7 separate regions of the Mus musculus genome follow, and all the other regions are linked to region 2. The links are chromatin contacts, called in public HiChIP or PLAC-seq, Micro-C and promoter capture Hi-C maps. All regions are on one chromosome and are shown on one strand. Each heading gives the region's core, a stretch centred on a gene start, on an enhancer-like site or on the middle of the called end of the contact. The rest is flanking DNA. Distances are from core to core; before and after follow the strand shown. Region 1 holds the start of Zfp263 (zinc finger protein 263). Region 2 holds the start of Crebbp (CREB binding protein). Region 3 holds the start of D330022H12Rik (a long non-coding RNA gene). Region 4 holds the start of Coro7 (coronin 7). Region 5 holds the start of Zfp174 (zinc finger protein 174). Region 6 holds the start of Zfp597 (zinc finger protein 597). Region 7 holds the start of Vasn (vasorin).

Region 1 (3,284 bases), core at 192-2,691, 470 kb before region 2:
CTTCAAAGTTCTATTTCATGTATGAATGCTGAAGCTCTGAAGGGAAAGATACCCTGGCAATCGGGAACCAAAAGTCGTGCCGCACGACAAACCTCATTCAAGAGACTCATTGGGAAGGAAAAATCCAGAACATCATTCTCAGCTCAGGAAAGAAAGCAGGGAACTGAGTGGTAGGCAGGGTTTATACAAGATTTCTTAATCTTCCCACCACAGCTTTCCAGGGTGAGGATTGGTAGAATTTCACTGAGCTTGAAGGAGATCAGAGACTGATGAGTTTGCTCAGGGCTTGAAGGGTTTCTATACCAAGCTCCAGGATTAGTGGGTTTTTCTGTTCAGGGTTGGTGGGATTTATTTATTTTTATCTTTTTGTCTTGTAGGGTGGGGCCAGGCTACTCTTCCTCCTCGGGCCAGGGAATGACAGTAACAGCTATTATTAAACAACTATTAGGGTTAGGGACCATTAAGGAAGTCAGAGGTGGGAGGGACCTGGCTGCTGGAGCTCCTGGTGGCCATTTTCCTGCCTCAAGGTCTTACAAAGTATAAAAAGTTCACAAAGGGAGACCAGAGCAAGGAAGGCTTTCCCTGCCTCTTGAGTTGCAATGAATAGACAACAATGTAAGCATGTGTCCAATAAGTGATTACGGGTTTTCGTGACACACTCCTAGAATCTGCAGACTCCACCACCTGTCTGTGACAGCTGCAGTCTCAGGCCTGGGCTATTCTCTCTTCAAAAAATAAGGAAGTCCGCCTTGGTGTTTCCTTTTCTTCAACCTTCAGGAAAATAGTCAGAGCCGATGATTATGCTAATCCTTAGACCTGCTCTGGGAGATGGCAAGAGCAGTTCATACCCAGAGCGTTCTTCTGGGTCGACCAGCCACCTAAAGATGGAGGACTAGGGACCATCGCTCACAGGGAGGCAAAAGCTCGGGCACGGGTATGTTTATCGTAGCTCGACAATCCATTTAGACCTGCTCAAGCCACAGTGCAGGCGCAATAACAAGGGCGCGCCATGGACTACATTTCCCACCAGCCCCAGGCAGCTCGAGCCCTGGAAGCACAGTCTATTTCCGGTTGTAGGTCTCCGGAGTGTTGGGATCGGCCTTCGGAAAGGTTTTCTTTGTTAAGCTTCTGGGCCCCGACATGACACTCTAGCGCCTCTGGACTCTGGTTCAAGCGTGGCTGAAGAACTTACCTTTTGGCAAACTTTCCTATGCAAATCTGAGCCAGGTTGTCCCCGGGTCACATCCGCCCAGGGATTCCCACCCCTACCGCTTCCCCACCTGGAGGCCCCGCCCATTGCGTAGCCCCGCCCCTCATCCCCATCCGACTTGTTCCCCTCCCGCTCTTTTATGCAAATTTTCCTTGTCCTGGGTGGACCGTGAGTACGTGGTGAGACCCGACCCAATGGGAGACAGCGCAAGGGAAACGTGAACCGGAAGTCCGTCCTGACTAGCGGCCGTTGGCTTATGACGCCTAACTCGCGTGCTGAGGCTTGCGACCCGGGCCCTGCGACTTAAGTTCTGTGCGGGCCTGAGAAGCCGGTCAGGTGGCGACGCTGCAGGCCTGATATTGCTGAGATTGTGACCTGGGTTCCTCCGGCGGGATTTGGAGCCCGGAGTCTCTCGGTTGCTGCAGCCGTGGCCTACTGCTGTACAGAACCCAGGGCGTCTCTCAAGGCGGACGTAGCTGGTGTCGGGACCTAGGCTGGTGTCGGGGCATGACTATGGCTGCGGGCCCAAGCTCGCAGGAGCCAGAAGGGCTCCTCATAGTGAAACTGGAGGAGGACTGTGCCTGGAGCCACGAGGTACCCCCGCCTGAGCCAGAGCCCAGCCCGGAGGCCTCCCATCTGCGATTTCGACGGTTCCGCTTTCAGGACGCCCCGGGTCCCCGGGAGGCCCTTAGCCGGCTTCAGGAGCTTTGCCGCGGGTGGCTGCGGCCGGAGATGCGCACCAAGGAACAGATCCTGGAGCTGTTGGTGCTGGAGCAGTTCTTGACTATCCTTCCCCAGGAGATTCAGAGCAGGGTGCAGGAGCTGCGCCCAGAGAGCGGCGAAGAAGCAGTCACTCTTGTGGAGCGTATGCAGAAAGAACTTGGGAAACTGAGGCAACAGGTGACAGCTGTTTTACCCGTGGTTTGGCCCGGAAGTCATTGTGCTAGCCTCTTCTGTAGTCGAATATACTTGATCGTCCTGAGTACACTTTACAGGAAGGAGAGGGATTTTTTTGTAGCTTATCCTTTCCTTCCAGATTGTTCCCATATGACGACAGTAGGAAGTGAGGAGCACTTCCACCAGTATTTAGTTATGTAGTTAGAAAGCTTCTCACAGGCCTCGTGACTTTGGGCAGACTACTTAATCTGTTTCGTCCTGTTTTTCTGTTGGCTAAAGCACTGTCTGGGAATAATTTTGAGGACTTGGAGAAAAGTATGTCGTTTGGATGACACCTACTGCCACTGCTTTGAGGGGTTTGTTTTGTGACAAAGTCTTACGTAGCTCAAGCTAACTGACTCAGTGTGTAGTTGAGCTTGGCTGCAGAACAGTGGTGGTCCTCCACCTTCAGTCTCCCCAAATTCCGAGTTCTAGGGTTACAGGCAGAGTCTAGATATGTAGCCCAGGCTTAAACTCGAGGCAATCCTCCTGCTTCAGCCTCCCCACTGCTGATTCCCACAGGCATGTGCCACTATCCCAGGCCTATATTTAGTGGATAACACCCAGCATATCTTAGTCAATAGTTTGCAATACAGAACTGGATCTCTGCTAATTGAACTCTGAAAAACAGCTAAGCACCGAGGGGCTATGGTCGCAGCCTGATAAGTTCACCTTATCTAGTAGTGAAACGTGGAAGCATCTAGAACAGGTGAGTGTGATCGAGCAGAAGTGAGGAGTATCAATGGAATATGTTGAGAAAGTGTGCATTGAGAGTGGACCCTCAGTTTTCTTGCTCCATCCCTCCCCCATTTTCTGCTACCACCTAAAAAGCCCTTAGCATAAAACATCTTCTTGGCCAAGACCAAAGGGATAGTCTGTGGTTCTCTGTTGAGGGTGTGTCCTAAGAATCCTGTACTAATTTCCAATTCTGTCAGCCCCGTTGTGATGATGAGTGATGTGGGTTGGTTCCCAGGTCACAAACCAAGGGCGGGGAGCAGAAGTGCTTTTGGAGGAGCCTTTGCCACTGGAAACAGCAGGAGAGTCACCGAGCTTCAAGCTGGAGCCAATGGAGACTGAGCGAAGCCCTGGCCCCAGGCTGCAGGAGCTGCTAGACCCCAGCCCCCAAAGGGACTCCCAG
Region 2 (3,250 bases), core at 51-2,550:
AGGAGCACTTCAAACTGAAGCCGTGAAATCTAAGTTTTGTTTCAAAAGCAGAAATATTTTTAAATACACTTGTATAAAGTCACAGAGTTCCACAACTTGAACATCTGTATCTAGCGCCAATCTGCAGGCAGCAATGTAATTTGATTTGGACCCATTCATCAGAAACTGATTTTCAGATGCCGCTACAAGTACGTACTGGAAAAGTGCTAGCTGCGCTGAGCCGGCATTGTTCACAGCAGCATACGAGTTTATATTTCGAAGGAGAGCTTAAAAGGGGAAATACGAATAATTGGCAAGGTTATCAGAGCTGTCCAGAAGTACTCTGAATTACTGAATGAACAGGGAAGTCTTGGGTACCCGATCCGATCACCTAAGAAAGTTTGCACGGAAGCTATTTTGTGAGTTGGGGAAAAGATTTAAGATTATCTTGCTTTTCTCTTTCCCTGAAAGATTCAAAGTCCTTAATTTTTTAATTTTTCATCTCCAGTGTAAAACCATTCCAACCTCAAAGGCAGACTGGAGCCCAAATGGACTTTTAAAAGCCTGCTAGCTTCTTTTTAAGGTTACGTATGTAAATGAAAGACACCACAGCAACTTTGATGACAACTCGCACATGAGGTTTGGGGTTTTGGAGAAAAAAAAATACTAGGTGATCAAAAAAAAAAAAAAATCAAGACTTTCTAAATAACCACTAAGCGTTTTCCCAAGCAACACATTCCAAGAAACTTCTCCGTCGCAACTCGTCGCAACTAAGAAGGCAGCAGCTGTGTCCGCGACTGCACCGCCTAGAGTGGGGGGTCCGATCCTGAAAGCCCTCATTGCCTCTGGTCGCATTCTCTTACTCCAAACCTCCAAGGTCCCCTCCGCTGTCATCCCGGCCGGCCACGCGTGCGGACACTAGACCGCGCCCCCGCTTCACTTTTCCTCCCGACCAGGGAAGCGCATCCCAAGGCCCGGGACAGAGTCTCTGGCCACTGCGACCCTCAACCCCCTCCCTGCCCCGAACTCTGACAGCGAGCCTAGACCCAGCCTCACCTGTGTTGTCATTCGCGGAGAAGCCGGGCGAGCTGAGTTTGGCTCGTTTGGGGTTGGGCGGTCCGTCCAGCAAGTTCTCGGCCATCTTCACCTGCTCGCGGAAACAGCCCTGAGCGCGGGCGGCGCGACGCGGCCCGGACGGGGGTCGGGCCGGCGGCTGCGAGCAGGCGAGCCAGCGAGGAGCGAGCGCAGGAGCGCGGGCCGGGCCGCGGAGGGCGCAGGCCGGGTGGGGGAGGCGGCGGCCAAATCTCAGCCTCAGCAACAGCGCCCCGCAGCGCTCACCGCCCGCCCCCGGCCGCCGCCGCCGCCGGCCGCGGCCCCCTCATCCCCTGCCCGCCTCCCGAGCGCGACACTCCGCGGCCCGGGCACCCAAGCGGCCCGGCCGCCTCCGCGGGCCCGGCTGGCAGCGACGGCGCCCGGCCCCGCGGCTCAGGCGGCGCCCGGGAACATGGTGGTACCGCCGCCGCCTCGCCGCCACCCCCCCCCCCCGCGCGCCCCACTTAATGAATTCGCCCGCGGCCGGACGACCGGGGGGCTTTGGGCTCCGCCGCCCGCCCGCGGCCCGCCGCCGCCGTGAGGAAAAACAATGCGCCGAGCGGGGCCGCCGCCGCGCCGCGGCCCCCCCACCCCGTGCCGCCGCCGCCGCCGCCGCCGCCGCCGGGCTCCGGGAGGCCGAGACGAGAGGCGAGCGGGGCCGCCGGGGCGGGCGCCGAGGGCCGGGCGGAGCGGGCCGGCCAGGCGGAGCGGGGTGCGCGGGCGGTTGTGGGGCCCGGGACCGGCGGGGCCGAGTAGATCGCGCTCGAAGCCCCGGTCGGATCCGCGACAAGATGGCGGCTGTTGATTCCTCAATTAAAAAAAAAAAGAAAGTTTTTTTTCTTCTCTTTCCAGAGCCTGAACGGGGAGGGGGAGGGGGCGGGGCACGCTTGTACGTCACCCCCCCCGCGGCGTCACCACGCACGGCCCCCGCCCCGCCCCTCCACCTGCGCCGGCCGCGGCGGAAAGAGCCGAGCGCGCTCGGGTGGAAGGGTCGAAGGCACGGCGGCGATGCGTGAGGCGACGGGCTGCGGTGCTAGGCCCGGCCTGCGGGACGCCAAGTGCGCAGAGCAGACGGCCACTTTTGTTCTGACGCTGTCAGTAACGCGGCACGCGCGGGGAGGGCGCCCTGGGCTCGAGCCTAGACCCCCCCCCCCGCCAGGCTCGGAGTCAGCGCTGATCCGGGCCCAGCCCGTCCGGTCCCGCCCCGCCCCGGCAGCTCTGGCTCTTCGCAGCTCCTTGCTTGCGAGCCTCCAGGGTGACATCGGACTAAGAAGACGCCACCGCAACCTGCGCCTCTTCCCCGCGCCCTATGCTAGTAATGGCGAAGTGGCGCCTGCAGGTTACAGAGGGTCCTCGGGTCTGTGTGCAGATGGGGAAACTGAGGCAGGAAGGGGCAAAGCAACTTTCTCTAAGATCACTGAGGGAGAAAATGACAGGCCGAGAGTCCACCCCTTCCTTGTGCTTCCCAAGTTTGCAAGGGCACCGCAAGGCTCTTGAGCGCCCACTCCCAAGCCCAAAAACGATAGGGCCAGGTCCAATGTCCAACGCTGTCACCTGAAGGGAGAGGCTGTCAGCTCTACCTCCTGGATCTGAGATGGGCCCAGGTACCAAGACCAAGGGCTTCGATCTCCTAAGGGTACTCCTTACTTCGGACAACCACCCTGGCTTTGGCAGGTACCCAGAAAAATGTAGGATCACAGGGAGACCCTCTCACTTGGGTGTGCCACACACCTCCTCAAAAACTAAAGTTTTCCCATCTCTGTTAACACTCTCTCAAAACCTGCCAGCTTGACTCGGAAGTCCTTATCTTCCAGGTATCAGCAGCACCCCTATTTCCTAAGCGAGAAACCTGTGAGTCAGACCCCTCCTTCCCTCCCCATCCACCCACGATGCAGCTAGTCTCCCCCACATTCTTTACCTGAAGAATGAGCTCCTCCACCTTACACCGCAGCCACCTGCTGTGTTGTCCATCATGGTGCCTGCTGTCCTTTGACTGAGGCAACTTCTTACATAAACTTTTCTTGTGTTTCATGTTGTTCAGCACACAGCCACAAAACTACCTTTTGGGGGGGGGATCTCCCTTGGTGATCTTAGAGAAAGTTGCTTTGCCCCTTCCCGCCTCAGTTTCCCCATCTGCACACAGACCGGAGGACCTTGTGTAAACTGCAGGCACCACTTT
Region 3 (3,416 bases), core at 32-2,531, 380 kb after region 2:
GTTCCTGTAGTCAGCTTAGGTGAGATACTGCACTAGGGCTGGGTTAACAGAATAACAGAATAACTAAATTGCAGATTCAAGATGCCGGGAGAGGGCGCTTTGCAGTCCCTCGCCTCAGACTCTAGTGATGTTCGGCGGCCCTTTAACAGCCTCTTCCTGGAAGCAAGCTTTAGGTCCCAGAGCTGGCCTTCTCCGGGTCCATCTGCCAGCTAATATTTAACCCGGCAGCACTGCGACATTATCCACACAGGGGAAATGGGGGTGGGGGGGCATTATCCCCGCCTTACTCCTGGTGAACCGACCTCTTCCTAAATCCCTTTCATGTATTAAAAGATCATAAGAATCTAATATGTGTCTTCGTTCAAACCGAAGCACCCATCATGACTACATAATCAGTTAAGAGCACTGACTACGTATCCATTTGATCACCACATCAGGAGCACCAATTATGTGCCTACCTTCGCACCAGACCAGGAGCGTGTGCCAAGAGCAGTGCCTGGGAATGGGGATGCCCCATGATCAAGATTCATGTCTTGATGTGGCTCTGGCGCAGACCGAGGCATCAAATGCCCGAATAACAGATTTCCAACCCGGAGTCAGTACTTCACCTACTGGTGATGCTGACTTTGAAGTGCCTTTTCGTTTCCTGAGTTCAAGTCCAACTTCGGATCAGGAGGGCTGTCTTTTTGAACTGAGATTTGTCACCAGACAGGTAAAAAGATATTAGGCGTGGACTCAAGACTCGCCCAAAGAAAACACTAAAGAACGCCAAGTCTGAGCTTCCCAGGAAAAGGTGGGAAACAGCTTGGCTGCGGTGTGCAAGCGTTACTGACTTACATCCACTTTTCAGTGACCAACTCATTGAACTTACTGACGCCAAGTGCGATGACCCCGGCGGCGCTCAGATTAGGGGACCCAGGTTGTCCAGGCGGATGTCACCAAGATAACGGAATCCTGGATTGGTTGTGCCAGGCCTTGTGCTTATTTCACCAGGAGGGCAACTGAGGCTGAAGACAAGGCAAAGCTGGAAGAGAGAAGCGTGGCCTCGAACCTGTCGGAATTGAAAGGCCTTTGCCTGCGCGGTCCTGGATCTGGACTGGGCGGGGAAATCAGGGCCTTCCAAGAGGCATTTCTATCACCTCCGCGGCAGCCAAGGGCCGCGGGGGCCCTGGCCAAGGTGACCCCGCAGGGGGAGGCGAGGGTCCCCGCCCCTCGCCCGCTGCGGCCGCCTCCATCTTCCCGGTCCTTGGGGCTTTTCCTCCTGGCCGGTTCGCCCGCCCCTCTCCCAGGCTTCCCCCAGGGGCGGGATATCTCGCCCTGCCCCCCGCCCCCCAGGCCTTGTCCTAGCGCTGCCCTCGGGCTGGGGGCGGGACCGCGGCAGGCGGGGATGGGGGGGGGGGGAGTCGAGGAGGACGCGCGTCTCTGCCGTGGCGGGGCTCCCTCCTTCGCTCCCCCTTCCCTCCGGTGCCCGCTCCTGCGGCCGTCCGCTCTCCTCCCCTCCCCGGGCCCAGCCTCCCCCCACCCCCACCCTCCACCCCCCGCGCACGCTCCGTCTGGCAGCTGGCGCTCCGGGCCTGGGGCCGCAGTAGTGAGAGGGGTTTGTAGGGAGGGCGGGAGCGAGCGAGCGAGCCGCGAGGGAGGGAGGGAGGGAGGCCGCCCCCCGCGCCCCTCCTCTTCGCCCTCCTCCAAGGCCGCCAGTCCCTCCTCCCACCCCCTCCCTCCTCTCCTCTCCTCCCTCCCTTGCAAAGACATCCCCGCACAGCCCGGCCGCCGCGGCCACCTTCCCTGCCCCGAGCTGCAGATGTGGCGGAGCGGCCGGGTGCCGCGCGGCGCCAGGGGAGCCCGTGCCCCGTAAGCCTCGCGCCCCGGCCCCCGCCCGCCCCGGCCCTCCCCCTCGCCCGCTCCCCGCTGCCCCAGGACCGCCGGAACCCGCAGCCGGAGCCAGTCAGCCCGGCAGCCGAGGTAGGAAGCCCCCGGGCGTCGCGCCGGGAGGACGCGGGCTGGGCCAGGGACTTGCCTGGTGCGCGGGGCAGCGTAACCAGAGGGTCGCCTCCCCCTCCCGCGTCCGCGCCTTGCTCCGGGCCATTGTGAGCCCTCGCTGAGGCCCCTGCGCTCGTTGGTTTTGCGCTCTCCCTTTCTCGCCGGCTCCCTGGCTGGGTCCTTCGATTTCACCGTCTTTTTTCTCTTTCCTTCCCTCCTTCTGTTTGGGGGCCGAGCTGAACTGTGGCCCGGCCCGGGGCGGGCGCAAACTTCACTGGGGAAGTTGGGCGTCTTCAGTAGGGGTGCTCTGCGAGGTGAGAGGGGGCCACCCGAAGCCTGGGCATGAAGTTGTATGGGGCATCTGGCAGCCACCTTTGCTCACCGGTGAGCTCGGGTTATTTGGAAGGTACCCTCCCTTTCTGGGTAAAGTCCTGCTCTCACTACCCTTAACAAGCCTTGGGGGAGGCAGAGAGGGGGGCGTCCCTTGATTCAGCACTAGGAGTTGGAATATTGTGTAGCCTTTGGTCCACTCCTGAAGGGTGGATGGAAGCAGGTGAGGGACCTGGCTGGATGGAGAGGGTGAGTGATTGCATCCTCAGGATGGGTCTGGAAAAGAGGTGACGAGGCAGGTGCATCCCCCTCCTACCAGGATGATGCTTGCACCTCCCCGCAGGCCCCCTAGGATGGGGCTGGAATCCAGGCTGGCACCTGGACGCCTTGGCACACTGCCCTACCCAGTGGGATACTCAGGCCACAGCAGGGCAGCATGCTGCCTGTCTGCCTACCCAGGAGGGCCCGCCCAGCCCAGCCAGAGGGTGGCGGGGAAGCACTGGTTGCAGGGAGTTGCCCAGCCCTGCCCTGGGGCCTGGGAAGCTGGAAGGGATGCTGGGAGGAGCCCTGGGCCCCCAGCCATCAGGGCCCAAGATCTTGGCTCTAGAGGGAATGCTTGACACCAAGGGGGCAGTCAGGCTAGCCAGTGGCCCTACCAAGACTTGAGCTCCCATGGGTCTGGCCAGGGCTAGGGCCTGCGTCTTGGGCTTCGGTGGCAGGCACCCTGCACGGCTGTCTCCCTGTTGTCCTGGCACCCAGGAAGGAAGGTGGGGTTGAGCCATGGCTAGGGAGACAACTGCTATCTTAGCTAGCTTTCTGAAGCCCCTAGGCTCAGGGAATGTAAAACTGTCCCCTTCAGTGTGCCCAGCTCTCCCCAGGCCCTGCTCTGGTGGCACAGTACCACAGCTGTCCCAGCCCCAGCCCACACATCCCTCTCTAGTGACCTCAGAGCCCTCTCTCTCTTTTCTTCCCTCTGGGCTCAGGCTGGGCCTCTCAGCTGGCCCTGGCTTGCACTGGGGGAGGGGTCTCCTAAGACACCCTTTGCTGAACTGCCGTCTAGCTCATTTCAGGATCCAGTCCCAGTGTAATATGTCCCTGTCTGCCAT
Region 4 (3,261 bases), core at 439-2,938, 470 kb after region 2:
TGTTGGTGTCAAAGCACAGATCTGCAATCCTTCTTGCCTCAGTAACAAGCACTCCTGAGGCCCCCGGTTCTGTGGGCCTGTCTGATTAACTTACTAGAAGGAGGTCCATACAGAGAGAAGCCACAGAGCCCTGAAGGTCTCTCCAGATCCGTCCACTAATCATTACTGCACTCTTAGTAATAGTCTGCATCCAAATCTAAGCACTGTGTACTTCCTCTCAAGCTTTCAATGGCGCCATACTATACTCATAACAAAACTCAACTTCTTCCTCTGAAGGGCTGCCCTGTAACTCATCTGTCACCAGCTTTGCCTGGCTAATGGCCTCTGTCCACCCTGGGTTCACTTTCTTTTTTTCTTTTTTCTTTTTTTGGTTTTTCGAGTCAGGGATTCTCTGTGTAGCCCTGGCTGCCCTGGAACTCACTCTGTAGACCAGGCTGGCCTCGAACTCAGAAATCTGCCTGCCAAGTGCTAGGATTAAAGGCCTGCACCACCACCGCCCGGCCACTTTCTTTTTCTTTACTGGCTTTTTTTCTTCTCACCCTTCTGGCCTCTGTTGAAATCCACCCACCTGGGCACTGTCCTCCACAATACTATTACGTTCAACTCTACTTCACTTCTTTACATCACAGCCCACCACATACCCCCGGGTGTTCTGATTCTTCAGTGGATTTATATTGTGCTTGCTGACCAGAGGCTGTTAAGTTCCACAGAGAAGGGGAAATGTCACAATGTTCACTGTTTTAGAGAGCTGAGCAGCACACAATAGGTACAGAAAGGCTAACTGTCCAGAGAATGAAAATGGAGCACGGTTGTCCTAACTTGCTTTGGGACACTAGAGGTCCAAATAACACAGGGGGAGAAAGGCCAGTGCCTCACCGAGTGGAGTGTCCTTCTTGACACTCCATCTGGGATCCACCTGCTCTAGGCTTCTCCAGGCCCCAACAACCGCTAGTATCATCACCCCAGTAAAGGAAGAGCTTGCACCAGTAGACAAGGAAGAGTGGCAGAAACTCGAGGGAGGAAGCCTGCCTGGCCCCAGGGGCTCCCTCTCCAGATGATACCTTCCCTCTCACTGAGACCACAAGAAAGAGATGCATCTCTCCCACAGCCCGGCCGGCCCGGAGCAGGGGTGATCCTAGACTGCTGGAAGGGGGAGACCGGCGTCGACAGTTTCCCAGCCAGGTTCCCAGCAAGGCCGACCGGAAACAGAGGCCTGTTCGCGTCTGGGAGTGCTGCGAGGCCTCCTGGGGTAACAGGGGGAGGCGAACCGGCCAGGCCGACCTCCGGGATCACCCAACTACTAGGGCGCGTCATCAGACCTCCGGACTCTGTCCTCTGAGCAGTGAAGGGGCGGCCTGAACTCTAGGGTTCATCTAAAGGGAGAAGTTCCGGGTGGACAGATGGGGCGAGGTGGGGTGAGGGTCTTCACAACCCAGAGTGTGCACTGCACAGGCAGGCACTGGGAATGGCAGTCCTCCGGGACCAGAAGCCAGGGAGTGGGGTCCACTGGCCGGGCTCACCTCTCGGCGGGACGGCCGGGCCTCCATATGCCGAAACTTGGACACCTTGAAGCGACTCATGGCAGCTGGGACAGAGCAAGCTCAGGCTGGAGAACGAGGGTCGTCAGGTACTAGGTGAATGAAGAGAAGCCGCCCTGGACTCTTGCAGCCTGCCGCCTCAGCAGCCTGCAGCCTGGTGCCACGCCCTTATTGATGACAACCAATCGGAAGCTCCTGCGGCCTGCCTAGGCACGCCCCCACGTCACCCTTCTTCAGCGCGACGGCCTTCAGCCCCGCCTTCTTCAGAGGCCAGGACGACCTGAGAAGTCACGCCCTGATGCCTGGGGGACTACTGCACTGGTCGGAGGTCATGTGAGCCGCAGCTGTCCTACCGAAGGAACCACACTTCAATTGCTGCAGGATTAGACTTGCAATACTGGTCCCTGAGGTTTTACAATGACCTGAGAAATAGCAGGACAGAATTAACTAGACTAAAACTGGGAATAATCCCCGCGACCCATAAAAGATAAGAACCACTGAGACTCAATCTTTCTCTCTCTCAATCTCTCTCTCTCTCCCTCCCTCCCTCCCACCTCTTGTCTCCCCTTCCCTCCCTTTCTACCCCTTTGTTTTGAGTTTTATTTTTATTTTATTTTATTTTTGTTTATTTATTTATTTATTTATTTTGAGACAGGGTTTCTCTGTGTAGTCCTGGCTGTCCTAGAATTCACTCTGTAGACCAGGCTGGCCTCAAACTCAGAAATCCCCCTGCCTCTTCCTCCCAAGTCCTGGGACTAAAGATGTGCACCATCACTGCCCAGCCAAAAATACACATTTTATAATGCAATTTTTTTCATACTAGAGTGTATGATGATAATGACCAAGTGATATATAGCTTTATTCTCAATATCTGTGAGCATCAATTTTCCCTTAAAAATGATTTTAGCTGTGGATTGTAGCTCAGTTGGTAGAGTGTTTGCCAGGCATGTATGAAGCCCTGGGTGCCATCCCCAGCACAGTGACATAGTCCTATAGTCCCAGCATTCAGGAGGAAGATCAGAAGTTCAAGGTCAGCTTGGTTTACATAGTTCGGGACTATATAGTGAGAACCTGCCCAAAAAGAAAAAAAAGAAAAAGAAAAAAGAAAGAAAAGAAAAGAAAAGGGAGAAAGAAGGCAGGGTTGGGAAAATGGCTCAGTGGGTAATTATGCTTGCTCTTGGTTAGACTTGTTGGATCCCCTGGCCTTGTGAAGTGTCTTAAACTGCCACATGGGTGCTGGGAATCAGACTTGGGTCTTCTTCGAAAATAAGGAGAAACAAGTACTCTTGACTGCTGGGACATTTACTTTTGTTCACCTGTCTATCCCTGCCTACTCATCTGTGTGCACACAATGTTGGGGTCCAGGAATTGCCTCACAAATCACACAGACATTGATCTCGGTCAGACCAGGATGGTTTATTGATCATATGCTCCAGGATTGGTCGACCAGGGCCATGGTCAGGATTTCAGAACTGAGCCACTACCCTGAACTAAGATCCTACAGGGCTTTTAAGCCCAAGATCTACAAACATTTGTGCCAAGTTATTTCATCAATCGGGATTTAAAGACAGGAAGATTTCCTTAGGAACATGTCTTTGTTGTACACTTATCCTGCTCCCATTGGTTGGGGTAGTCAACTGTGGCAGGCAGGGGACTTGCCTTGTCTAATAATATTCATGTCCTAACTTGTCAACCAGGATGGGCTTTGTCTAACATTCATGTC
Region 5 (3,381 bases), core at 407-2,906, 370 kb before region 2:
TTATTTATTATTTTTAATTATATGTAGGTGTATGAGCCTATATCTGGGCATGTACGTGTGAGGTGGCAGTGGAGGTCAGAGGCGTTAGATCCCCTGAATTTGGAGTTATATATGATTGTGAGCTGCCTGACACAGTGCTTAGAATACAACCCAAACCCTCTAGAAGGCCTCTAGAGGCCTGCCTCATGGGGTTTGTTTGTTTGTTTGTGTGTTTTTCTTTTTTCCATCTTCCTATTTTAAGGCAGGATCTCTCATTGGCCTAGAAATTAGCTCCTAGGCTAGTGTAGGAGGGCAGGGAGTTCCAATGATCCACCTGCTCTCCCTCCACCTCCCCAGTATGGGAATTACAAGAGCTCATCATCACATCCAGATTTTTCACATGCTTGTTTGGCAAGCACTATATCAACTGAGCTATCTCCCAGCCTTAAGGGAAAAAAATTGAAAGTTTTCTAGAGCATGCTTGCACATGCCTTTCATCCACACTGAGGAAGCAGAGGTTGAAGGATTATACACTGGGCTACATTGTGAGAAGTCTCAGAACAACAAAAAGATTATATATAACGAATAAAAATAAAAGGAGCTGGAGAGGCAGTTCACTGTATATAGCACTGGCTGCTCTTCCAGAGGGTCTGGGTTTGATTCCCAGCACCCACACCAGAGCTCACAACTCTCCAGTTTCAGGGGATTCCAACATTCTCTTCTGGCTTTCATGGGCAGCAGGCACATGTGATACACAGACAGACAGGCAGGCAAAACACCATACACCTTTAAATAAATAAATTTTAAAATAAACGAGAGCTGTGAAAGAAAGGCAAAAATCATAGGAGAAACTATTTTTGGAAATGTTAAGCTGTTAGTATGTGGGGAGAGGGTCCAAAGTCTTCAAGCATACGAAGATGTGTACGGAAAAAGTTAAGGTTGGTCTTCAAGTAAGAGAAGTTGTAGTTGCCTTACACTTTCTCTCATATCCCGTACTTCGTGAAACTCAAGAAAGTCTAATAGATGCTCTCCTGGTTTAATGACCCCCACACTGACCTCGTAAGTTCCATTCATCACATAATTATTGCTTCATTGATTGTGAAGACAGAGACTGATCTCTCACCATTGCACATCGTAGATGGTACCAGGTTGTCAGGCTTTACCTCAGACTCTGAAGATAGCCCATGCAGTGGGCAAACTACTTTGTTTCCTACGTGTTTGCATTCGTTGAGTCATTTGCGAAGGTTAGACCACGCAAGAATAGGAAAAAGCCTAGAGGCGAGGTCGAAGAAAGTTAAGATCCTGCTATGGAGAATGAGTTTCAGCGGGTTCGTCCAACCCCTGGGTCCTGTTTCAAGTACACCACAGACATGTCCTAAGAGGGAGGCCCTCCCGGCCAATATGAGACCTGACCTGAAGCCCCCCATACGGAGGACTCGCTGGACCCCTCGCACTTTCTGCTGCCCCAAATTCCCTCAGCCAACCGAGTGACTGCCAACTATCTGGTATTAGGCAGTACATTGCGAACGCTCCGGGACTAGCCACTGAACTACGACTCCCAAGAGGCACTGCGACTGATTGATAAATCAAACAGCCAATAAAAGATTAGCAGTGTCCTGGAGACCCAGTCCTGTAGAGGAGAGGCGGGCCTTCCCGTGGGTAGCTCTTGGAGCCAGTGGGCGTCTCCGTGGCGGGGCTCCGGCTCCTCCCCTAGACTGTGCTCTAGGGTTCCCGGTGTCCAGTCTCTGGCAAGGTGGGTCACCTGCAGGCGGGCACTGGCTTCTGAGCTGCCTCAGAACGTGGTGTCGCAGGTGGCTACTGGAACTGACACCCAACACTGCTGTGGAGCTGCGTGTCCGAGCTGACTGGGCCGCGGAGCCGCACTCCCTATCCTTAACCACGCATTGGTCGCGCTGTGGCCTTGGCTCTGCTTCGCTCAGAGGTGCTGGATCAGGTCGGTGTCTGCCAGATGCCGGAGAGTTGGTGCGAGCTACCCACAAGATGATAGCTTAAACTTTCCCTGGGGATTCCTCTACCGGCCCTAACGCGTTGTGAATTTCGCCAGATACAAAAATAAAATATTCTCTCCAGTGCCCTTCTGGGGTATTATGACTTTTCTCCTTAAAAACTGACGAAAAGACCGGGAACTATTTTGTTTTCAGAGTCTGGGATAAAGACTAGCAAATGAGAAAGCTATGTCTTTGCAGTCCTTCCAGGGAGGCTTCGTTCCTAACATTTTTCTAGCCTTCAGATTTCTCCAGAGCAAGGACCCAGAAGACATAATCAGTTTACCATTAGAGTGACACATTGTTCCCAGAGCCCCCAAAATGGCAGCTAGAATGGAGATAACTTTGAGCACCCACACTGAGGATTCTGACAAGCAAGAGAGACACATAATAATGAAGCTGGAAGAAAACCGTGGCCCCCCTCAGCAAAAAGCCTATCCTGACCCTGAGCTTTCCCGCCAGGGCTTCAGACACTTTTGCTATCAAGAAGTGTCTGGGCCCCAGGAAGCGCTCTCCTGCCTTCAACAGCTCTGCAGACAGTGGCTGCAGCCTGAACTACACACTAAAGAGCAGATTTTGGAGCTCCTGGTGATGGAGCAGTTTCTGGTCATCCTACCTCCAGAGATCCAGGCACAGGTCTGGCATCGGTATCCAAAGAGCAGCAGGGAGATTGTGACTCTGGTGGAAGATTTGCACAGAACATCCAAAAAACCAAAGCAGTGGGTAAGGAGGGTCCTATTTCTGTGGGTCCTAGGTAATGTTTTTGTTGTCTTTTGAGGTAGTGTTTTGTCTCATGATCCCTAGTTAGAGATTCCAGGCTTCAAAAGTTGCTTCCAGCCTGGAGGAATCCCCTTATCCCCCAAAGCCATAACCAGGGTTTCAGAAAACCGAGCCACTGGCACCCAGTGAGGAAGCAGAGAACTAAGCTATTCCTTCAGAGACTCCAACCTTGTAAGAGTAGGTTTTGTTTGTTTGTTTTTTAAGATTTTTATTTATTATATCTAAGTACACTGTAGCTGTCTTCAGATACACCAGCAGAGGGCGTCAGATCTCATTACGGATGTTTGTGAGCTGGGATTTGAACTCAGGACCTTTGGAAGAGCAGTCAGTGCTCTTAACCTCTGAGCCATCTCTCCAGCCCCCATAAGAGTAGTTTTAAGGAATCTCTACTGTCAGGTCTTCCCTGACCCACATCTTGAAGCTTTGCTACAATCAGAATTCTTAGCCAACAGGTCTAGCCTGTTCCATAGGAAACTAATTTTGGTGAAGCTCTGTGGACTTTGTTCCAGTGAAGTGTCTACCATATTGCCTTTGAATGGGAAAGTCTCAACTCAGTTCTCAGGTGTCTTGCCCCACCCCCTTCCCCAAGTGAAAGCCCAGCTGGAGCCACAAAAGG
Region 6 (3,238 bases), core at 604-3,103, 340 kb before region 2:
TTTCTGAGTAAAATTAATTTGACTCCAACAATTATTTAAGGAAATTACAAGGTACTGGCACATATATGAAACCATGGTCACTATTGTTGACTGAATTTCTTTTAAGAAATCATTTCAGGGCTAGGAAGATGGCTCAGCATATAAAATGTTTACAGTGTAAGCTAAGAACAGGAATTTGGATCCCCAACACCCAGAAAAAGCCAGGTAGATGTTGTGGCCCACCTTGTTATCCTGGCACTCAGGATATGGAGACAGGGGATCCCAAGGCAAGCTAGCTAACTAGACTTCAGTAAGTAGAGTGGAGAACAAATGAGAAAGTCACCTGACATCACCACTGGCCTGCACACTAATGCATGTGCACTGGCCCTCATGCTCACACAAGGGAAAACATTATCTGACTCTGACACTTGTTCTCTCCTACAAGTTCTTGCTATAGCTATAGAAATCCACATATACATGTGATTTTGATAGATAGATAGATAGATAGATACGTATACATAATACACAATATGTGTGTGTGTGTGTGTGTCACAGATAGGTCTCAATCCACCACCAGTGTGGACAAGGCATACAATGTTCATCCTAGAACTGATGAAAGTTCCATAATGCAGGAGAAACAACTGTCTTACCTATCGAGTCCAAATTCTCAAAACTCTTCAATGGGGCTTCTCTGCTGAGGGTCTTCTGAGCAGGGTGCAGACTCACACATTCCTCTTGAGAAAAATACACATCCAGATCTTCAAATAGCAGTGGTCTCTGAAACAGAAGCACTGTTGTTAGTATAAAAAGCTAGCAGGTCAGTTGAGTGTCCTGGAAGGCTGAAAAGAGCTAAACCCCTCCGCATTCTAAGGCGAAAAGGCTTGGTGTAAAATATTCCTCCCTGGGGGAACTCTATGGCTTGAATAGGGTGGGGGAGAGAGCATAAACATAAATTTTCAAACAGTGGTGTGAGAATCAAGAAGTACACCGTGAGAACGTAGTCTTTCCTGAAAAGATAAGTGAACAATTCTTGGGGAGAGAAATTATTTCGGATTCTCTAAGAAGGGAGGGGAAGGGGGGGGGGACGACACTGGCCAGCCCAGTAAGAATCCTGAGAAATAGTTTTTAGGAGTTTCCTAACATCATTCTTTGCTAGTTTGTGTTTCTTTTTCATCAGTGATTGCTCAGCTACACACACACACACACACATCACGACCACCACCACCTAAAGCTCTAGTTCTCTCCTAAGTTTACTGTTCCTGTAAACCCATAGAGCTTTTGGTGTAAAATTCACCTGGGTTTTAATTATCATTATTCAACAGGTGTGAAGCCCAGGAATCTGCCATTTGGAGACGCATTTCAGCAAGATAACTTTGAGAAATTGTTATAGACCCCTGCTAGGGCTCTCCTCCACCTGATGATTCTGAAATGAGGAAGTCGGTAAGCCAAGAAACGTAAGACAGCTTGGTCAAAGGGCTATCTGAGGAGGCGCCTCAGGACCTGCGCGTCTAACTGCCGCCAGGTCAGGACACCTGTAGGAAAATAGCGACACAATTCACCTGCTCATCCGATGTGGGGAGCGTGGACGCCATCTGGGGAAAGGAAGGGCTCCTTAAGTCCCCACGTTTGGACAACACTTCGAGTGGAGAGTCTCCAACTCCGCTGCCAGGCCTTTCCACTTCGCCCTCAAGCTCCTTTGAGAATCTGAGCTGACGGCTTCTTTCTCCAAAACAGCTCTGAAACAGCCACACTCACCAGCCCCGGAGTACCGACAACCTCGCCCAACCCGGCAGAAGCAGCGTGAAGCCACGCCCAGCCGAGACGCGACAAAGGAGGCGGAGGCCACCACAACACTCCCACGCTCCCATGCTCCCCACGCAGTAGCTGCAGGGAAACCGCCGGAAGCGACCCCCCCCATCCATCCTGCATCCTGATTGGCCAGCGTACTCCCGAGGCGGCGGTCCCTCCTTAATGGACCAATTGAGCAGCTTCCCGAGGACCTGAATCGCACCTGGCAACTGAGAGGCTATTCCTGAGCTTCTACAAGCAGCCGTTTCCGGTTCCTCTGGCTGGGTCTCGGTGGTGAGTGCCCCGCCTGTTGATATGTTCAGTCGGAGCAGTAGAATGGTCCCTGAGGGACACGGTGATTCCGAAAGCAGAGACCGGACCACTCTGGAGTCGATCACGGATGGCGGGAACACACAGACGCTGGGGGGGCCGGAGCTTTCGGTAGGAGGGGGTGAGGTGAATGAGAGGCCCCGAGATCCAGGCTTAGCTTGGGCCCAAGCCCAGTCTCAGATGGATTGTGGGGCTACGGTGTGTAAGAGGTTATCTTTGTGCAATCACAAATTCAGGTCAGGTTAGCCTTGTTGCTCGTGTCCGTTCCCGAAGTATTCTAGGGACATGAACCATTGTACCCGACAGGTGTAGTCCAACCAAATGATTGGGGCCCATAGCGGACATCGAGCGGGAATAGACCGCGGATTTCCTTCGCAGGATGTCTGGACCTGCCCTAGTGGCAAATGTTCTTGTAACCAACATTGAGCAGCGAATTGAAGATTCAAAATCATAAAGTCGAGCTCTTTCTAGAACTGTCACTAATTAGATGATCGTGCCAATTTTCCCCCCTTTGGTACTGAGGGTGAAACTACGGTTTCACGCATAGTAGACTTTCTACCACTGAGCTCAGACCCCTATCCTTGTTTTAAACTTTATTTTGAAATGAGGTTGACCCAAGCTAACTCTGAAATCACTGTATAGCCCCAGTAGACCTGCAATTAAGGTCTTGCCTCAGTACCCCTTAGTAGCTAGATCCAAACCCACATCTGGACACCTTTTAACTTTGCTTTCCTCAGCTGCAAAGAGCCCATAGTGCCTCTCTTTGATAATACAGAGGGCAATTTAAACTATTATAAGATGTTAAGTGAAAAGATTCGCCAGATTATGAGAAAGAGTTTGGGGGTCAACAAACAAGATTAGTACCTTGAAAATTCCAAATAAACCCCAGGTCTCTTGTCTCTTTCGTTAGAGATGGAGTCTTACTCTATGCCCTTGGCTGCTCAGAACTTGCTCTGTAGACCAGCCTGGCCTCCAACATCGAACACATCCATTTGCTTCTGCCACCCAAGTGCTGGGATTAGAGATGAGGCCACCCCACCCAGTGCCAACATAATCTGTTATGCTAATGTCAGGTTACTCAGGGATTGGCTGCATGGTTATTAAAACATTTGAGGTGAAGAGTAGTGGGATTTGACAGAAT
Region 7 (3,236 bases), core at 243-2,742, 430 kb after region 2:
TGTGAGTTCTAGGAGGATGGGGCCTCAGAGGCCTCATGGTTCATGGGAAGTGGCTTGGGACAGTCTGACTGGAAGTCACAGAGCACTTGTGTATTCCCTCTGTTTTGCTGGTACTGGATATTGATCTAGGGCCTTATTTATCTCAAGTGCTCTACCACTGAGTTAAACCTTCAGAGTTTTATTTTGAAAAAGGTCTTAAGGAGTTATTCAGGCTGACCTTGAATTTGTGATCCTCCTGCCTCAGTCTTCAGAGCAGCTGGGATGACAGACCTGACTTACAACACTCGGGGCTTGAGGAGCCTGCCATCCAGAAGATTGGTGAATCTGGGGACAGTTGCCACCCAGCCTTCAAAGACGTCCTGTTTAAGACAAGCTCGGAAAACTAATTGTCATGTGAAATCACCCAAATTTTCAATTCTGGAAATGACATCCAACTTTCAAACCTGCCACACAGGCCAAATGAAACACCTGGGGTCAGTCCTGCCCCCAATTGTGGGGGTGTGGATGCCCTGCCTTTACAACACAAGTACCAGCTGAGGCCAGATAAGCCTCCAGATAGTGTGACCCAGACAAGGCCTTCAATACAGACCCGGCGGGAAAGGGATATGATGGTGAAATCCAGGAGCTGAGTTGGGTCCCCAAAGGCCCTGAGGCCTGACTCTAACCACAAACCATGGGGGTGGGGTGGGGTGGAGAGGATGACCATTTTCCTGGAATCCTACAAGGCAGGGGATTTTTTCTGAACCAGCCCCTGGCACAGCACCCTCCTGCTTAATCAAGGGCTGCTGTCAACAAACACCTAGGTCCCTCCTACTGCTGATGACGTCCCCAATCCTGCCTCCCATCCCAGGCATATTCTAGTCTTGAAGCTTTCAGTAACTGAGGGGCTTGAGCTGACATATGCTCCTAGGTCCCAGTCTCTCATTTAGAGCTGGGGAAGGTGACCAGGGATGCTGTCATGGCTACAAAGATCTCAAGTCCAGCATTAAGAGATTTTATATAAGAGGCTCTTGGAACCACTTCATGTGGCCTTTCTAGCTTTTGAAATTGGAATTAGCTAACAACAAAAACACATTGTGAGATTACGCCTAAAAAATCTAGATTTGTATGAAAAATCCTCAGTTTTGGCAGACTGGGTTGGTCATGGGGACTCAGCCATCATCCCTGCTGGCCCCTACAATCTACCTCTGCTTCTCCAGCTCTTTACTGACCCTAATGTCCACTTCTTGAATTTGTGTCACCAGATATTTTTCAGTTAAAAAGCAGGAGCCTGTCCAAATGTCACACAGCAAAAGATAGACTTAAGCCAGCCTAATAAAATCACTCCTCACTGGGATCTGGAGGTATATCTAGGTGCAGACTAGGCCTGCTTAGTGCAATGACCCATTCAGAGGAGGTGGGTGTGTATAGGCTTGGTCAAACCCCGCCTCAGCCAATTGGAGGAAGCCCCGCCCTCGGTACAGACGGTCCCACCCACTCCTACATCTTAAGCAGAGACCAGCCTCTTACGAGTCAACTTCGAGTCTGGAGCCGGAGCCAGAGACCGGGGCTGGGAAACCCCAGCCCGGGACGGGACGCAGCAGCCTCTGGATCCCGGGACCCCGGACCTCTCAGGACCGGCCAGAGGTGAAGGACTGAGGCCCCACTGAGGCCTTGGACCGCACCGCCTGGCTCCTTCAGCCGCAGTCGTCTCCTGGTGAGTGTCTAGGGGCGAGGGTGGGGGCGACAGGCGGAGCTGATCACACTGGAACAGCACACTAGCACATTCTCCAGTGGGACTGCGACTGCCGGAGCGAGGGGCTTATCCCCGCCTCGGGCGGTTACCTGGGCGGGAACGTCCAGTTGCACCCCCCTTCCTGAGTGGGTTCAGGGGCCTCCGTTGACCCTCGGGAGAGCCAGGGCGTGCGTTTGTACATGGCTAACCTACCCGTGAGGCTCTGAGTAGACAAAATAAACACCCCCTCCCTTGCTTCCTCCTCCCACGACTGGGCCCTCTGGCGTGACCAGTTTTATGAATCAACCCTCTTTTAGGGGATGGCCCAGCCGTAGTCTGGTTACTTTTCCCTCACGGGGGTCAGACAGTCTGGTGCCCTTGTGCAGAATGGTTGCTTGGGATCCTCTGGGCCTTGTCACACATGGCAGAAGCCACGAATACACAGGCAAGCCTGGAGAGGACCGGGAATGGGGAGATTGATAGGTGTACCCCCAGGTGAGGGATGAACTTTGGCTAACCATAATCTTTAGTGCTCCAGTATCAGCGCATCTCATCTCTACCAGTAATGGGCTTTGCTTGGGCTGCAGACCCAATGGCCTATAGCCAGTCTAGTCCTTTGTGTTCCCCAGCTTGCAGCTCTGGGGCCAGAGGACTGCTTAGGTTCCTTGTGGTCACAGGCAGGCCAGCTGATTGGTGCCAACCACACTACCTCACCCCCATTCGTTAACGATTACCACACCAGGGTCATTGACTGCTTCTATTGGATCCCAGAAGCAGCCTCTGCAGTAGAAGAAACCCAAGGCTCAGGAGTTCCCTTGCTTGTTTTTTGCATTAATAGTAGGTGATGCTCCAGGAAGAGGCACCAAGAGAGCCTTCTTCCCTATCTGGGTCAAGAGTTCCTAGGGGAGAGGGTCTGGCTAAAAGGTAAAAGGTCCCTTCCCCCTAGGCTGCTGGGAAAGCAGAGATGTGGGTGGGCTGGAGCCTTGTGAGGGGCTACATTGGTATGGGCAGTGAAGGCCAGTATGGACCCAGCTGTTAGCATGAGCTGGAGCAGGCAGGTGGGGGATGGGAGGGTAGTCCCTAGAGTTTACTGTCCTCTCCCAGGGGAATCAGCCCCCGGGGAACTTCTGTAAACAGAGTGTCAGAGGCAGGAAGAGGGCTCTGGTAATGAGCAGCCCAACTGGATTCCCTCCAGACCATTATCTAGCATCTCCCATCCAGAGAGGAAAGGACCTAGGAGCACACATGCCAGCCCAGGGAGGGGGACAGACGCTGCTTGTCCCCAACTTGCCAAGCCTCAGAGTTGCACACCAGAACAGCCACCTGAGATCTGTGGGTAAAGAGGGCACTACGCAGAAGGTTACTGTGGCAGAGTGTTTGGAGACCACTCTCTGGAAGTGGTGGGAGAAGAGAGAGTACAAGAGGCTTCTCAGACACTGTAAGACTTATACTTTCCTGAGCAAGTCCTCTCTGGCAGATAGCCCTGGGGCCAAGAGAGATAGCCAGACATGCATGCAGGCAG

The links. Promoter capture Hi-C pulls out the DNA fragments that hold promoters and counts their contacts. A called contact is a pair of places that touch in the nucleus more often than the background predicts. HiChIP or PLAC-seq counts read pairs in DNA pulled down with a chosen protein or histone mark.
Region 1: a contact with region 2 is called in a promoter capture Hi-C map of second pharyngeal arch cranial neural crest. The contact joins the promoter of Zfp263 here to the promoter of Crebbp in region 2. A contact is called at or near these places in 11 of 39 promoter capture datasets (3T3-L1-derived adipocytes, the HPC-7 cell line, cranial neural crest and 7 more), 11 of 484 Hi-C or Micro-C datasets (CD4 T cells, CD8 T cells, double positive thymocytes and 6 more), 4 of 115 datasets of contacts at active chromatin or transcription factors (embryonic stem cells, large pre-B cells, memory CD8 T cells and 1 more) and 2 of 9 other capture datasets (adipose tissue and liver).
Region 3: a contact with region 2 is called in a promoter capture Hi-C map of liver, with 7 times the contacts expected there. The contact joins the promoter of D330022H12Rik here to the promoter of Crebbp in region 2. A contact is called at or near these places in 8 of 39 promoter capture datasets (the 3T3-L1 cell line, embryonic stem cells, hematopoietic stem and progenitor cells and 4 more), 2 of 484 Hi-C or Micro-C datasets (CD8 T cells and embryonic stem cells), 2 of 115 datasets of contacts at active chromatin or transcription factors (extraembryonic endoderm stem cells and forebrain) and 1 of 9 other capture datasets (pancreatic islet).
Region 4: a contact with region 2 is called in a Micro-C map of embryonic stem cells, with 6 times the contacts expected there. The contact joins the promoter of Coro7 here to the promoter of Crebbp in region 2. A contact is called at or near these places in 7 of 39 promoter capture datasets (the 3T3-L1 cell line, 3T3-L1-derived adipocytes, hippocampal neurons and 3 more), 3 of 484 Hi-C or Micro-C datasets (CD4 T cells, CD8 T cells and embryonic stem cells), 4 of 115 datasets of contacts at active chromatin or transcription factors (a beta-TC-6 cell line, memory CD8 T cells, pancreatic cancer cells and 1 more) and 1 of 9 other capture datasets (pancreatic islet).
Region 5: a contact with region 2 is called in a promoter capture Hi-C map of stem cell-derived epiblast-like cells, with 6 times the contacts expected there. The contact joins the promoter of Zfp174 here to the promoter of Crebbp in region 2. A contact is called at or near these places in 22 of 39 promoter capture datasets (the 3T3-L1 cell line, 3T3-L1-derived adipocytes, the C10 cell line and 14 more), 12 of 484 Hi-C or Micro-C datasets (CD4 T cells, CD8 T cells, the N1E-115 cell line and 6 more), 8 of 115 datasets of contacts at active chromatin or transcription factors (the 230-238 cell line, embryonic stem cells, large pre-B cells and 3 more) and 2 of 9 other capture datasets (adipose tissue and macrophages).
Region 6: a promoter capture Hi-C map of second pharyngeal arch cranial neural crest shows a contact between it and region 2. The contact joins the promoter of Zfp597 here to the promoter of Crebbp in region 2. A contact is called at or near these places in 20 of 39 promoter capture datasets (the 3T3-L1 cell line, 3T3-L1-derived adipocytes, the C10 cell line and 13 more), 4 of 484 Hi-C or Micro-C datasets (the Ba/F3 cell line, CD4 T cells, the G1E-ER4 cell line and 1 more), 3 of 115 datasets of contacts at active chromatin or transcription factors (embryonic stem cells, extraembryonic endoderm stem cells and memory CD8 T cells) and 2 of 9 other capture datasets (adipose tissue and liver).
Region 7: an H3K27ac HiChIP or PLAC-seq map of microglia shows a contact between it and region 2, with 6 times the contacts expected there. The contact joins the promoter of Vasn here to the promoter of Crebbp in region 2. A contact is called at or near these places in 8 of 39 promoter capture datasets (the C10 cell line, the HPC-7 cell line, embryonic stem cells and 4 more), 2 of 115 datasets of contacts at active chromatin or transcription factors (differentiating embryonic stem cells and microglia) and 2 of 9 other capture datasets (adipose tissue and liver).

The regions. Positions count from the first base shown.
Region 1 is chr16:3,742,658-3,745,941 of GRCm38.p6, forward strand. It overlaps Zfp263 (zinc finger protein 263), which reads left to right and starts at 1,442. Exons shown (of 6, transcript NM_148924.3): 1 at 1,442-2,110; 2 at 3,120-3,284. The coding sequence starts at 1,718.
Region 2 is chr16:4,212,104-4,215,353 of GRCm38.p6, forward strand. Crebbp (CREB binding protein) reads right to left here and starts at 1,301. Exons shown (of 31, transcript NM_001025432.1): 1 at 1,036-1,301. The coding sequence starts at 1,120.
Region 3 is chr16:4,592,974-4,596,389 of GRCm38.p6, forward strand. D330022H12Rik (a long non-coding RNA gene) reads right to left here and starts at 1,282. Exons shown (of 2, transcript XR_875867.3): 1 at 459-1,282. Glis2 (GLIS family zinc finger 2) reads left to right here and starts at 1,740. Exons shown (of 7, transcript NM_031184.3): 1 at 1,740-1,962.
Region 4 is chr16:4,678,032-4,681,292 of GRCm38.p6, forward strand. It overlaps Coro7 (coronin 7), which reads right to left and starts at 1,689. Exons shown (of 28, transcript NM_030205.4): 1 at 1,521-1,689. The coding sequence starts at 1,580.
Region 5 is chr16:3,845,567-3,848,947 of GRCm38.p6, forward strand. It overlaps Zfp174 (zinc finger protein 174), which reads left to right and starts at 1,657. Exons shown (of 3, transcript NM_001081217.1): 1 at 1,657-2,708. The coding sequence starts at 2,307.
Region 6 is chr16:3,870,521-3,873,758 of GRCm38.p6, forward strand. It overlaps Zfp597 (zinc finger protein 597), which reads right to left and starts at 1,854. Exons shown (of 3, transcript NM_001033159.2): 1 at 1,539-1,854; 2 at 630-756. The coding sequence starts at 1,571. It also overlaps a transcript of Zfp174 not described here and a transcript of Naa60 not described here.
Region 7 is chr16:4,638,453-4,641,688 of GRCm38.p6, forward strand. It overlaps Vasn (vasorin), which reads left to right and starts at 1,493. Exons shown (of 2, transcript NM_139307.3): 1 at 1,493-1,696. The region is part of intron 9 of Coro7 (coronin 7); the gene reads right to left.